Linked DNA regions of Ovis aries: region 2 is linked to region 1. A link is a contact called in public Hi-C data. All regions are on one chromosome and are shown on one strand. Each heading gives the region's core, a stretch centred on a gene start, on an enhancer-like site or on the middle of the called end of the contact. The rest is flanking DNA. Distances are from core to core; before and after follow the strand shown.

Region 1 (3,446 bases), core at 89-2,588:
TGGACTGGCCAAGTCCTGACCACTGGACTGCCAGGGAACTCCCATGTAGGGACATTTTTTGGTGTGACTTTAGTGGAGGTGTTGAAAATGATGAGGATACTGTACTGAAGACCCCCCCAGCACCCACCCGTTGGCACACCTGGGGGTTGGGGTGGGGCTGTTGGGGTCTGTTTACAGGGTAGTCATCAGGAAGAAAGAGCACCAAGGCACATACCTCAAGAGTGATGGGCCAGGGTCCTGGGAATAGTGGCTAAGTGTTGCTTTTCAGGCTATTTCATCATCCTCCAGCCCACAGCCCAGATGGAGAGGATGTTAGAGAGGCAGGTGGGGCCAGCCCCTGCGGTGTCTCGCAGGCCCTGGTATATGGTGGGACCCCACTGTAGAGTTTGCAGCCAGGGAATTATCTGGTCTGAACATGGTTCACACACACCACTCCCACTGTCTTATGGAAACAGGGTTTAGAGGGACACAAGGAAGTGGGGTCGGCTCTGCACATGGGTCCTTGTGGCAGCAGTGGAGCCTCAAGGCAGCCATGGGCCTGGCAGTCGTTGCTACTCTGGGCCCTCACGACGCTGGAAGACATGGTTATGAGCATGCCGCCTCACAGGAGGGTCCCAACGGGGTAGCCAAGAACACGCGCGACACACACCCTGGGCAACTCAGGCTCTCTCGAGATGGAGTTCCCAGAGAGAAGGTTGGGTAGGACCAGCACCAATGACTCTGGTGGTGGCCTCACTTTTCTTCTCTAGGCTAGTGTTAGCGAGGCTGGGGAAACACGGGTGGCACATTTATTGCCATTTGCTTTTGGTTTGATTTTGCTTTGTTTTAGCTGCCCCTCGCATCATGTGAGATCTCAGCTCCCCAACCAGGAATTGAGCGCTGGCAGTGGAAGCACAGAGTCCTAACCGCTGGATCGCCAGGGAATTCCCATATTGCCACTTCTTTTTCATCAGTCATTAAGAAAGATATTTGAAGTACCCAGAAATGATAAGCTTCCGGAGGGTTTTGAAACCACTCTTATGGGAAACACTAAAGAAGTACAAAGTATCATTATTAATGAAAGTGGACAAAAGTAACCATGAGTCAATAGTACTTTGTACTTGAACCATTTTCCAGCAAAGCATCTCAAAGGGCTGGCTATATCTGAACATCATACCCTTTCACATAGATCTGTGATGACGACTTCTGTTAAGACCTATATATGACCCTTGTCAGGGTGAGATCACCGGCTATTTCCCAAATCAGAGAGATATTGGATAACAGCCTTGGTCAGGATATGAGTATTGCATTTGGCTTGTCATAATAAGTTCCTGGCCCAGACAGGTGGACTATTGCAGAAATGTGTGTGTGTGAACACTCAGTGGGGGTGGGTTAAACTCGATAAAACCAGGAAGAGGCAGGCTGCTAGAAGGGACGTTGACTTTGACATTGAGGCAAAGTTCGAACGCTGCCCTTCCTAGTATGTGACTCTAAAAAATTAACAAATACCCATGAGCCTCAGTTTCCTCTTTTGAAAAATGAAAATGATAATTCATCCCGTGATCAGTTATATGTGGATTAGATGAGTCAATATGAGCAAAGTACTTAGTACATAATAAGGGCTGAATAAATATTTCCTGTAGCTCATTCTTAATGACTACTTAACTTAAAATTTTTTTAGAATGACTATTGTTCTTGAAAAAATTATTTGTGATTATATAAAATTTAAGTCCTAGGGAATTCCCCGGAAGTCCAGTGACTAGGACTCCACGTTTTCACTGCTGAGGGCCTGGGTTCAATCCTTGGTCTGCAAGATTCTGCAAGCCTTGTGGCCCAGCAAAAAAAAAGAAAAAAAAATCAAAACAAATACAAAAGCACAAAGAAGAAAGTAACAAATCATGAAATTTCCTACCACCAAGAAATAACTGTTTTTAACACTAGGTTATAATCATTTCATACCTCTTTCTGGGCAAATAGGTAGTTTACTAGGTAGTTAGATGAGTGAGTGGATGAAAAATAACTTACAGGGGCTTCTCTGGTGGCTCAGCGATTAAGAATCCACCGCCAATGCAGAAGACGTGAGTTAGATTCCTGATCCAGGAGGATCCCACATGCCGAGGAGCAACTAAGCTCCTGCGTTACAGTGATTGAGTCTGTGCCCTAGAGCCTGGGGATCGAAACTGCTGAGTTCATGTGCCATAGCCATGGAAGCCCACGCGCCGAGAGTCAGTGCTCTGTAGTAAGAGAAGCTCGTGCACCGCGACTGGGGTAGCCCACACAGCAAGAGAGACCAGGCACAAACAGAAATAAATGAACACAAGCAAATAAAAGGATTTTGAAAACAGCTTTACATATTTGTACTTTGGTTCAAATGAAACTGTGAACTTTAATTTTGCTTACTGTAACAGAGCTAAAGGAAGACGAAAGGATTTTCTGAACTTCAGGTAAATGCTTATGTACTAATTAATGTTATTGGTTTCTTTGAGATTCACTCAGCTTATGAATAAAAGATAATTATAAAATACAATGATTCTTTTTAAATGACAGTTTCTGTTTAGCTCATATCTGTTTCCTGAATTGGTGCATGTTTGAGAGTTGCTGCTTAATGCTTTTATACTTGGGATCACATCCTTTTGGATGGAATATTGTTCTTTTTTTTTTAAACAAGAAGTTTATTTGACCAACAAAATGCTTGACTTGAAGGGAAAATTATTTCAGATTAATTTCTATGAGAGTAATTTATCCCTACTTAAAGACAGGATTCAACCCCTGGATCAGGAAGATCCCCTGGAGAAGGAAATGGCAACCTAATCCAGTGTTTTTGCCTGGGAAATCCCATGGACAGAGAAGCCTGGGCGGGCTACAGTCCATGGGGTCCCAAAGAATCTGACACAACTTAGCAACTAAAATAACAACAAAGGCAGATTGCCCTACATGTAATAGCTTCATATAAAAATGTTACAAAATTCCTTGGTTTTACAATGATAAATGAAAAAACTCAAATTCTCCAATTAAACAAGGTATTCAAGGATTTTTATGTTGTTCTTTTTTTGTTAAACAGTGAGAATGAAATAACTTCCCAGAATATAAAGATTAAAAAGAGCTGAATGAGCATGCCAGTAATGGAGAACAGCAAATATTTTCACAAATGCCATATTTTCCTCCTGGAAGGAATATTCTTTATTGAAATAAAAAAAATTTAATTGGAGTATAATTGCTTTACAATTTTGTGTTAGTTTCTGCTGTACAGTGTGAATCAGCTGTACATATACATATATCCCCTCCCTCTTGAGCCGCTCTCCCACCTCCTCCGATCCCTCCCCTCTAGGTCATCAGAGAGCACCGAGCTGAGGTCACTGTGATATACAGCAGCTCCCCACTAGCGATCTATATTACACGAGGCATTGTGTATATGTCAATGTTGCTGCTGTGCTTTGCTCAGTCGTATCTGACTCTTTTCAACCCCG
Region 2 (3,639 bases), core at 414-2,913, 40 kb after region 1:
GGAGCCTGGCAGGCTACAGTCAGTGGGGTTGCAAAGAGTCAGACATGACAGAGCAACTATCACACACATAAGTAATATATTCACTGCTTCAAATTTGAAAGATACTGAAGTATATACAGTGAATCACCCCTTTCATAATCCTTCTCCCAGGCTTGTACTTCTCCCTTTCCGTAATCAGACATGAAGCTTTATAGAGCCATCTTATGTGTATACAGGCATAAATATGACATTAGTCTCCCAGTTTTTTAAACATAAAGCTGCCATATTCTATGTTCTGATCTGTACTTTCCTCTTTGCTAGCATTCTTTCCATCACCACTATACTTTTAAGTGCTTACATTCATGTTTGGTGGAATGTTAATAGTAACTGCTTCTGTGTAAGAGAAAATTTGTTCTGCTAGTTAGTTTTGATCAAGATCAATTTAATAAATAAAACACAGATTCTTATGTGACCACTGTTTCAGGAGCAGTATGAACATCAGAGTGTAAGCAGAATAGATGTCACAAAGAGGTGAAGCTGGATTGCCATGTGTTAGAGATAATTGTTAATACTTGGATAATGTTTACTGTGTGCTAGGCACTGTTCTGAATGCTTTACATATGTTATTTAATTCTTGAAACTGTCCTGTGAGGCATTTTTATTACCATTTTACAGATGAGAAGATTGAAGTACACAGAGGGTAAATGAAACTTGATTTAGAAAATACAGTGGCAGAGATCACATTTTCACCCAGGCAGTTTGGCTCTTTACCACTACTTTATTTTTAAAATTTTTGCTCTGCAGCTTGTGGGATCTTAGTTTCCCAGCCAGGAATCAAACTGGTGCTCCCTGCAGGGAGAGCTCAGTCTTAACTGGACTGTCAGGGAAGTCCCTCTTTACCTCTACTTTAAATTCCATTTGATCTGATAGTGATACAGTAATACCAATATGAGCCAAATTTTAAAAATATACACACATCTATGCTTTTTTTTCCATCTGTGCCTAGTTTCGTGTTTTAGCTTTTACTTATTGAGAGTGATCTTTTTGGAAAAGCAAGGACATTACTCTGAAGGCATGATGTTCAAGAAGTAACTCGTTGGAGTGTTTGCTTTCTAAGCCTAAACTTATAAAGATACGGCTTTTGTCACACCCAGTTAGTGAGCAGAGTCCTAGTGGGGTGAGGATCAGGAAGACCTAACAGAATAGCTGAGAGAAGAAACATCAGGTGGATCTTGGTACCTGGAGGTATGGAGGGGAGGGGGGAAGAGTTATTTTGAATTGAAGGAAATGGCAACCCACTCCAGTATTCTTGCCTGGAGAATCCCATGGACGGAGGAGCCTGGTGGGCTACAGTCCATGGGGTTGCAGAGTCGGACACGACTGAGCAACTTCACTTCACTTCCCTAGGGTGGGGCAGTCCTTTCTGAGAGAGGTGTTGATTCATGAGGACTTAGAGACTAGAGAGTTGCGCCTGGGGTGTGGTGGAGGTAAATCTCCAGAACTAAGAATTTGAGGGAGATTCATTTCCTGGATGATTTGAAAGAATTCTAAATATGTGGAAAGGCAAAAAACGGTGACCATTCTGTGGGGGGGAGCAAACAGTCATATTCTCACGTAACAGAAACTTACCTGGGTCAGGAAAGGACTGGAATCTAGAGGCTGGCCAGAAAAATGCACAGCCAGGCATTCTTGTAATCCACGTGTTCTTGTAAACATAGATAAGATTTAGAAGCACTGTGCCATGGGCTTCTCTTCTGTAATGTGTTTGTACTAGATTGCACTAGGTTTGTACCAGATTATTAATTTAAAGAATTCATTCCCCAGAATCCTAATTTTATGGTAGTACAACATGGGTTTCATAAGCATTTGAGTCACATTTTTAACACTGTAAACTTTAAAACACTGTAAACACTGTTAACCAGGGCTTCCCTGGTAGCTCAGCGGGTAAAGAATCTCCTGCAATGCAGGAGACCCCCGTTTGATGCCTGCATTGGGGATCTGTTGGAGAAGGGATAGGCTACCCACTCCAGTATTACTGGACTTCCCTGGTGGCTCAGACAGTAAAGAATCCACCTATTTCCACCTGCAGTGCGGGAGACCTGGGTTCGATCCCTGTTTTGGGGAAATCCCCTGGAGAAGGGAATGGTTTCCCACTCCAGTATTCTGGCCTGGAGAATTCCGTGGACAGAGTCTGGCAGACTACAGTCCATGGGGTTGCAAAGAGCTGGGCATGACTGAGCGATTTCCACTTCAAACATTGATACGCATTCAAATTTTATATCATGCTAAATTTTAACAAATTAAAGACTGCTGATTTGTACTGCCAGGTTATCTAGGTTAAAAAAAAAGTCTTTAAAGGTTACATTCTATACAGTTGCATTTATATAACATTGTTGAGATAACAAAGTTATAGAAATGAAGACTAGATTAGTTGTTGCCGGGAATTAGGAGCAGGGGAAGGAAGGTGTGGCTGAGGAGGCAGCATGAGGGAGCTTTGCGGGGAGGGGACAGTTCTGTATCTCAGCTGTTGGTACTCAAAGCTACAAGTGTCAAATGCGAAATTGCATAGAGCACACGCATGAATGTAAAAGTGATGAAAATATTAATAAACTCTGTGGATTGTACCATAGTCAGTTTCCTTGTGATCTTGCACTAGAAGTATGTAAGATATTACCATTGAAGGAAGTTAGGTGAAGGGTCCTTGGGACCTGCCTGTACAGTTTTTTGCAAATTCCTGTGATTTATAACTATTTTTAAATAAAACATTAAAAAAAAAGAGAGAAAAGGCAATGTAGTTAGGATATTTGAGGGAAAAAGAAAAAAACTAAAATTATCCATAATGCCAACAGCCAGGTAACAATTCTTATAATGACATTGCTTGCTTTCTTTGTGCATGTACTGGAATTCCTAAAAATTCTGTTGATTGGAAAAATTGTAGCTTTATATTGTTCTTTTTAAAATTCAGACCAGTGCTTATTTGTTCATGTAAGATTATAGGAGCAAATTTGCTCCTATAGACAGCTCTCATTGCATTGTGCAGTAACATGTGACTGCTCTGTATATATAATGTCTTGATGTCAGATTAGTATATATTTTAAGTTTCATATTTTTCTTTCTACCAAAATATTTGTGGTTACCACATATTCTCATTGATATTATTAGAGATTTAACTTAGAATTTTTCTACTTGGACTTCTGGACAGGTGTAATAAATCCTTGGATAGCAAAAATGTGCTGTTTTTAAAAGAATGACAAAGACTTATTTGTAACTGCTAATCTCTGTGAATCAGGTTTTTTATATATATATATATATATATATATACTGGGCAATAAACAAAACAGGTTTGTCCCAGTCTTCCAGAACTTATTAGAGTTTGTGTTCATCAGAAGAAATTCACTGTAAATATTATAAATTTGAGCTTTTCAAATACACTAATAGAATGAAATGCTGCTTTAATTTGTTTCTCATATTGTAGGTCCATATAAAATTTCACTTAGAAAAGCATTCCTTTGCTTAAAAAAATTTTTTTAATCCCCTGGATTATGATCTATAAAGTTTCTTTTGTCATTAGCACCTGACACTGTCAGCATTTCAAGGATGCTGTTGTCACTGTTGTGTGATTATTGAGCTTTTGAAAGCAGCATTATATTTAGAAGTAAA

Evidence for each region. Hi-C and Micro-C count contacts between places; a contact is called where the count stands out from the background.
Region 2: a Hi-C map of liver shows a contact between it and region 1, with 3 times the contacts expected there. The contact joins two enhancer-like sites. A contact is called at or near these places in 4 of 16 Hi-C or Micro-C datasets (blood, liver and retroperitoneal adipose tissue).

Annotation. Positions count from the first base shown.
Region 1 is chr24:28,311,468-28,314,913 of ARS-UI_Ramb_v3.0, forward strand. The region is part of intron 1 of LOC105604743 (a long non-coding RNA gene); the gene reads right to left. Among named protein-coding and RNA genes, the nearest start is that of VKORC1L1, 33 kb to the right of the region's middle. Within about 2 kb of position 1,339, at least 2 of the 54 cell types and tissues checked have an H3K27ac peak or open chromatin away from gene starts, as enhancers often do. A contact at or near this core is called in liver, where this site is marked.
Region 2 is chr24:28,351,243-28,354,881 of ARS-UI_Ramb_v3.0, forward strand. The region is part of intron 1 of VKORC1L1 (vitamin K epoxide reductase complex subunit 1 like 1); the gene reads left to right. Among named protein-coding and RNA genes, the nearest start is that of VKORC1L1, 6.7 kb to the left of the region's middle. Within about 2 kb of position 1,664, at least 4 of the 54 cell types and tissues checked have an H3K27ac peak or open chromatin away from gene starts, as enhancers often do. A contact at or near this core is called in liver, where this site is marked.